2 separate regions of the Bos taurus genome follow, and region 2 is linked to region 1. A link is a contact called in public Hi-C data. All regions are on one chromosome and are shown on one strand. The core of a region is the stretch at or near the end of the contact, and the rest is flanking DNA. Distances in the headings are between cores, read along the strand shown.

Evidence for each region. A called contact is a pair of places that touch in the nucleus more often than the background predicts.
Region 2: a contact with region 1 is called in a Hi-C map of liver, with 2.3 times the contacts expected there. The contact joins the enhancer-like site here to the promoter of SMAD3 in region 1. A contact is called at or near these places in 2 of 11 Hi-C or Micro-C datasets (liver and skin fibroblasts).

Annotation. Positions count from the first base shown.
Region 1 is chr10:13,893,763-13,897,538 of ARS-UCD2.0, reverse strand. It overlaps SMAD3 (SMAD family member 3), which reads right to left and starts at 1,756. Exons shown (of 9, transcript NM_001205805.1): 1 at 1,249-1,756. The coding sequence starts at 1,454.
Region 2 is chr10:13,938,685-13,942,460 of ARS-UCD2.0, reverse strand. All of the region lies in intron 1 of SMAD3 (SMAD family member 3), which reads right to left. Among named protein-coding and RNA genes, the nearest start is that of SMAD3, 45 kb to the right of the region's middle. Within about 2 kb of position 2,085, at least 14 of the 102 cell types and tissues checked have an H3K27ac peak or open chromatin away from gene starts, as enhancers often do. A contact at or near this core is called in liver, where this site is marked.

The DNA of each region.
Region 1 (3,776 bases), core at 507-3,006:
ACAGATGTTGCTTTGTGCCTGCCTGACACGGCTGGCGGCCGGCGTACAGCTGCCCCGAGCAGGTGGCCAAGGACGGGGTCCACTTCTGGCCCGGCATCAAGAGGGACAATTTATGTGGAGCTCTGGCCCCGGGGACCCTCTGCTCATTCCTCCACAGCCAGGGACCCCTACTCACACACACAAACTCAGTACACAATTAAGACGTTCAAAGGAGGCCAAGAGGGAGACACAGAAAGCTAGGATACCTCCCCCCTCAACACATCCCAATTTCCAGCCAGGCGCAGCTAAGCTAAGAGAAGGCCGTGGGGAGTGGAGAGAAGTCACTGACCCCTTCTATCAGCCATCTGTGAGCTCCTGCCAGACCTAGCTAGCGCGAAGTGGAGGATAAAGGAGGTCCAGACAGATGGCAAAGCGCTTTGGGAAGGAGGGCTCCGTAGGAATGCGAGGGCCGATGCGAGGCCCACTTTGGGGTGCGTTTTGTTATCTCCTCGGCTCCAAACCCCCCTCCTTTCGGCACCCACCCGCAATCTCAGACTGAAAGAAGGGCAAAAAACAGTCGGGGGAGGCGGGGGAGAAGACCCCACTCTCCGCCACTTATCTCTCTCATTTGAAAGTCAGAGCACTGCACTGCAACTAAAGTGCGTGTGTGCGGAGGGGGCGGGAGACTGGCACAACCGAATCTAAAAATACTCGATAAAAATGCTAATCCCGAAGGCAAAGAGAGAACGAAGAAGGAATCTGTCAATCACGAGGCTCCCGCTCCTCACCCACAGCCCCAGCTGTACGGACTGCATTCCTGTCGAGAAGGAAAGAAGTGGGGGGACAGGAATGAAGAAAAGAAAGGGAGAGACACCACCACCTCTCCGAGCGCGGGCCGCGGGGGCGGGAGGCGGCGGCGGAGGAGGGGCTCGGGCCCGCGGAGCCGAACAAAGCGGGCCTCAAGTTCTATCCCGCAGCTCCCCGGGGTGTGTGGGGGGGTGCCTATCCTGCAGCACCCCCTTTCCCGGAGGTGAAAAGCCAATGCGGGGTCTGGGAGAGCGAGTGCCGCGTGGAAGTCCCAGGCTCTGAATCTTTGCAATTCTAGAAAAGGTTTTGTTTGGGGTCCCCCTCACCCGCTTCCTGCCTGCGTTCCCACCCCTCGTATATACACACACACGCACACAATCCCTCCTGCTCCAATCCCACCAGGCCGGCCCCGCCACGCTATGGGGCTGGGCGGGCGCGCCCCAAGGTCCCTCCAGCCCCCACCTGGGGATGGTGATGCACTTGGTGTTGACGTTCTGCGTGGTGATGGCTTTCTCCAGCTCGTCCAGCTGCCCCGTCTTCTTGAGCTTCTTGACCAAACTCTTGACTGCCTTCTCGCACCACTTCTCCTCCTGCCCGTTCTGCTCGCCCTTTTTCCAGCCCAGCAGGCGCTTCACGATCGGGGGAGTGAAAGGCAGGATGGACGACATGGTTGGGGAGGGCGCGCGAGCTGCGAGGAGCGCCCCCGGCGGGGCTGGGCGCGGCGGGACGCCGGGGGCGCAGCGAGGAGCTCAGCCCGGGCCGGCCGCGGCCGCCCAAACTTCGCTTCAACTCTCGGCGAACTTGCTGGTTCTCCGGGCCCGGCCGCGGCGCTGCAGCCGGCGGGGCTCGGCGCGCGGCCCTGCGCCCCGGGCGTCTCCCACGGCGGGGAGAAGGACGGCGGGGCGGCGGGCAGGCAGTAGCGAAGCGGGATCGGGAAGGCCAGGGACGCGGGGCGGAGGCGGCGGCCGCGGGGACCGGAGTGGCAGAAGAAAGTTTGGGTTTCCGCACGGGGTGGCTGTTTGGGTGCCGCCTCCAGGAAGGAAAGTCCAACCCCCAGCCAAACTTTGCTCGCCTCGCTCGCTTTGATGCGCAGATCCCTCCGCCTCGGCAGCCTCGCCTCCCCGCTGCCCTCCTCCTTCCCAGCTCGCTCGCTAGCTGGGCCGGCCCGGGGCGTGCGCCGCGCTCCTACTCCCGCCCGCTCCCAGTCTGTGTTTCATGCAAATCCGCGTGCAGCCTCCTTTCCAAGCGCTGTCACCGCCCCCTTGCCGCTGGGGCTCCCCGCCTCCTCCCCCGCGCCCTGCCGCCTCCTCCTGCGGGCGCCTTGCCCGCGCCCCCCCACTCCGCCTCCGGGAGGGCTCCTGGCCTTCCCCCCGCCCGACGCGGAGCACTCCCACGTGGGCGACCTGGGACAGCGGCCGCCAGGGCTGGAGCGCGCAGGACCCCGCGCGGCCCCGACCTGAAGTCCAGCGGACGCCGGGAGGAAGTCGTGGGAACGGAGCGGCGAGAAGGGCCCCTGGCGGGAGGGCCGGGCTCGGGTCGTGGCGTCCGCTCTCGGAACCCACACTCAGGAAACTCAGCTGGAGTGGCGGGCCCGAGGGTTAGACTCGCACGAACGGACGAGAGCGGGCTGGCCACAGGCAGGCGGTGCGCTCCTGGGAGGACCCCGGCTCGAGGGAGGACTCGCGGAAGGTTGAGGCCCAGGAAGTCGGGGCGCGCACCAGGACGCTGGCGCGCGGATCCCAGTCAGGGGCCGTGGCGGCGCCGGGGACTCGGGGGGCTGTTTTTATTCTCGCACCAGTGTGACCGTTCCAGTTTAGAGCCCCAGGGATTAGGGATTAGGGAGAGGCTCCCAGAAGTGCCGATTTGGGGACCCCAGTGACTCCCCGGATAATAGCTGGAGTCAGGGGTCCCTTGGGCCTTTGGGAATCAAGTGCCCCGCAGAAAATGGGCCTCAGAGTCATTCGTTAAGCTCAGGAAGAAATGAATGGGGGAGCCTTAGAACTTATCTGTAGAGGAAAAGTTTCATTACAGGATGCTGGAATCCTATGGGAAACAAAGTATCCGAAATTCAACAGCCAGTAAATAGGAGAGAGTTTTGTTTTCAAAGCTGTGAACTCGCAAGAAGTGGAGCAAAAGGGCAGTCTTTGGGGACCTTATATATTCCACATTAGCTTCGGTGGGAAGCAAAGGAACACCAGGATATCGGGGGTGCTCTGGGGCTTTTCTCTCCGCCAACACAATTCAGGGGCGTCTACCCACAGACCGCTCACTCTGCGGTAGTCAGCAGTTACCCCAGGCCCCCAGGGCCTTTCTCCTGCAGCCCCTCCCCTACCAGACCTCTTAGCCTTTGTTTGTTTTTAACAGCAGGAAACTCCCTTGGTGAGAAAGAAGTGATCCGCAAACCCTCTAGCGGGTGGGGAGTTACAGAGCCCTGTGAGGTGTGGCCTAATCCACAAGTCAGCCCAGAAGCTGCAGGGGTCCCTGCCTGGAAGGAGAGAAAGAGCTCTGGCAAGCCTGTCAGCTGCTGGGGCTGAGCCCAGGGCTCCCCTCCTAATTCCCTGCCTGCTTGGACCTTAAAGGAGAGTCCCCTGAACCCCAAATGGGGCTTAATGACCTGCTCCCCACTCCTGGCCGGTGCTCGGAACTAACCAGCAGCCACTATAATCTGGTTTCATTCCCTTCCTTTGGCTCTCATGGAAAAAGAGAAGGGAGGAAGGCAATAGACTTTTATTGATGGCTTTCTTCATTCCAGGTAGAATGAAGAAAGTGCTGCCCTCTGATTTCATCTTCACAGTGACTCTTGAACTAGATGTCCCTGATCTCCCATTTACAGCTGAAGTACCTGAGGCCCAGAGATTATAATACTGGAGAGCTCTAGCTGCAGAGTTAGGATACAAACCAGTGATTTCTGAGGCCTCAGCCCACACTGCACCCAGCTAGCTGCCTTCTAGAGTTGCAGAGGTAGAAGGTGACATCCCAGATGGAGCTCT
Region 2 (3,776 bases), core at 836-3,335, 45 kb before region 1:
AAAACTGGAACCCTCGAACACTGCTGGTGGGATTTGTAATATACCCCCACTTTGGAATAGAAGCCAGTTCCTCAAAGAGTTAAAGGTAAAGTGATAAATGACCCAGAATTCTACACCTAGAGATATACCCAAGAGAAATCAAAACACAACCATACAAAAACTTGTACAGCAGTAATATTCGTAATAGCCAAAAAGGAGAAACAACCCAAATGTTTATCAACTGACAAATGGACAAACAAAATGTGGATACAGCCATATCATCTAATATTATTTGACCATAAAAAGGAATGAAGGACTGATACATGCCACGACATGAGCCTTGCCAACACTATGCTCAGTGAAATATGCCAGTCACGAAAGACCAATACTGTACGACTCCATTGTATGCAATGCCCCAAACAGGCAAATCCATAGAGATAGAAAGTAGATCAGGTTTCCAGAGCAAGGGGGTGGAGGGTAGATGAGCAGTAGCTGCAGATGGGTATGAAGTTTTTCTTAGGGTTAATAAATATATTCTGAAATTGGACAGCAGTAATGGTTATAGAGGGCATCCCAGGTGGCGCAGTGGTAAAGAATCTGCCTGCCAATGCAAGAGATGCAAGAAACATGGGTTCAATCCCTGATCAGGAAGATCCCCTGGAGTAGGAACTGGCAACCCGCTCCAATATCCTTGCCTGTACAAATCCCATGGACAGAGGAGCCTGGTGGGCTATAGTCCATGGGGTCGCAGAGTCGGACGTGATTGAGCGCACACACATACACACAATGGTTACAGAAGTGTTAATCCACTAAAACCAATGAATTGTATATCTTAAAAGAGTAAATTTCATGATATATGAATTATATGCTAATAAAATTTTTTAAAAGTTCTTTTTTAAGGTTGGTTAAATAAAGTCAGGAGTTGTATTAACAGTAACTCACTGATGCTGGTTTCTTAATTTTGACAGAAGTACTGTGACAACGTAAGCTGTCAGCATCAGGAAAATCTGGGTGCCAGGTACATGGGGACTCCCATGTTATCTCTGCAATTTTTCTGTAAGTCTACAATTATTCCAAAATACAAAGTGTACTTCACAAAAAGGTGGCTCCTATAGAGTTAACTATTATGTAATTATTGAATGAGGCTACACAACTGTAGTGTACCTCCCCTCTAGAAGGCAGCTGCTCAAGGGCAGACAGAGCTCACAGGTCTAGTCCGCAGACTCTCAATGCACGTCAGCAGGGGGGCTGTATGTGTAACAACAAATGTGGTCCTTTTCCCTCCTGCAAGAGCAGGGAAAGATCCCTGAAGCTTCACGACCATACCAGAAGGGAAACACTGTCACCCAGGAAGCCATCAGCCCAAGAGACTCTTAGTTTTCCACCACTGTTTATATATACATGCAATTGTGTTTGGCCAAACCCACTGTCCACTTAAGCCAAACCCTCCGACACAGCCTGCAGTGGTCTGGGGTCCTGGGACACCTAGCCGGGCATTGCTGACCCTCCCTCCTCCAGCAGAGGAGGTAACTCTCTTGATGTCCCATTGCATACACATTGCATATAACCTGATTAGGGCCCCACAGACCTCTACATGTTTACAAGTCTCCTCCCCTAACTGAATCTAAGTCCAAGGGCAGAGACAATCCTTTATTTATTCTTATTCCCCCAAGGTCTTATAGATATACACCCAAGCAATGATCAAGTTCAGTCATAAATGGGTAAACTGGGAGAGTTCAGGAAGCATAGGGTAACATCATTCCTACAGGAAATCTGGTCTCAGCAGAGAAGGACTAAAAAGCAGAAATCCTTCCTGGTCTTCTCTTTCTTACATGGACATCACTAGTGGGTTGAGGTTTTGGTTTTGCGAGCACAGGGTGGGTATCTCAGTCCGACCAACCTGGGAGCCGCAGCTGCTTGTTTTCTAGAGACACGGGTGGTGGCAACTGGGCTGTGGGGGTTGGGGTAGGGGGGCAGGCTTCACATGCTCTGCCAGGCTGATGGCAGCGCTGCTTCCTGTGGGGCCACTGACATCAAAGGCCAGCCGTGCGCAGGGGGCACGCGGGTGTCCCAACAGCAGGCAGCAAGCAGGGTCATGTGAAGTTCAGCACTGGGGCTTTCTCAGTCCATTGGGTTTTACTCATCCCCTGTCCATGAGGCGTGTTTCTCCCCCTCCCGCTCCTCTTTGTGTGCGTGTGTTTTAATTATTCGAGGGCTCTTGGCTTGCTTTCCTAACCCCACATAACATTTCCCTCCGCTACTGAGAAAGGAGGCATTCCATCCGCTGGAAAGCAGTCAAAGAGGCCAGGGAGAATTCCAGCTCTGTGCACGAACCCTTGGGGACACGGTCTGTGTCCACGTGCCAAAGAGGAGGATGGGAGGATGACATGAGCAGGGCAGCAGGAAGCTCTTGGAAGCCGCGTGGCCCACTGCCCCCTCCCACCCATTTTACAGATGAGGGTCACGAGTCCCAGAGGGTTCCAGCAACTTGCACAGGGTCACCCAGCTTCCATCAGAGCAAAAGGACTCAATTTTTTACAACTGCTACCATAAAGCATTTTTCAGTCCAGGCAAGCACTCTGCATAAAAAACATTCCCCCACACAAAGAATTTACAGTGGAAATCATGTCTCACAAACCAGCAAGCCATGAAAATTTTCTAATCACCAAGCATCAAAAAAAACCCAATGTGCAGATTCACCCCATGCCTTCATTTGACAAGCTTTATTAAGTGACTACTCTCCACCTGGCATGGTGTTAGGCTGAGAGGACTCGAGGGTGAATTTGAACTGATCCCCCTGCCTTCGAGAAGAACCCAAAGGTTGTCTGTGAGACAAAGACCGATCCGTGGAAAATAAGTTTGGGACCTTTAGCGCAAGCTCACCTCCTCTGACGAAAACATCCAAATCAAAACTAACTGCTGAAAAAACCATCACCAAAAAGATGCTGGAACCTACCAAAAAGGATACCCTACAATCATACAAGTCCGACTTTATGTAATAGTCATAAGAAGTAATACCTTCTATGATCTTCATAATTTTTATCTCAACCTCCAGATCATTGAAACCTCTAGATTTTCAGTTTTTCCTTCTTCTCAAATGAAAAAAAGAAGCACAATGATCTGTTTCAATATATTAAGTCATAAGCCACAAGGCATAAGCAAGGGCCAAAAGCTCAGTTTAGAACCAGTGCAGTCCAGGGAACAGAGCTCACACAAGGCTAGACTGCCCTGCAGTCCTGAGCAGTGATGTGCAGAATGACCCGAATGCCAGCACCCCGCCAGCCTCGGCGACCCAGAGACCAGCCCCACAGAGCCTTTGCCCTCAGGGGGCTCACTGTTCAGGCTAAAAATAAAATAAAAACCTAGAAACATGATTTTCTACTAAGATTTAGGTGTGCTCGGCAGCTGTGGCGGTAGAGGGGGTGAGAGGGCAGGCGGAGGACACTTAGCAATGGCTAGGAGGAGGGGACGCCTGTAGGCTGCTTCCTGGAGGAGACCAAGATGGAATTACATTGTGAAGGAAGCTAGCTGAATAGGTTTGGGACATTCCATGGGCATGAGGCGAGGCAAAGAGGCAAGAAATAGCCTGGGGAAGGGTGGGGCAGGCATGCAGTACTCAAGTCAGAGTGAGAATTCTCAGCCTTGATGGGCAAAGAGTGATCACTGGGAATTCCAATGATCTTCAAAGGTCTCTCCCAGGATCGCGGAGAATTCTCAGCCTTGATGGGCAAAGAGTGATCACCGGGAATTCGAATTATCTTCACAGGTCTCTCCCAGGATCGCGGTTGTACTTGATA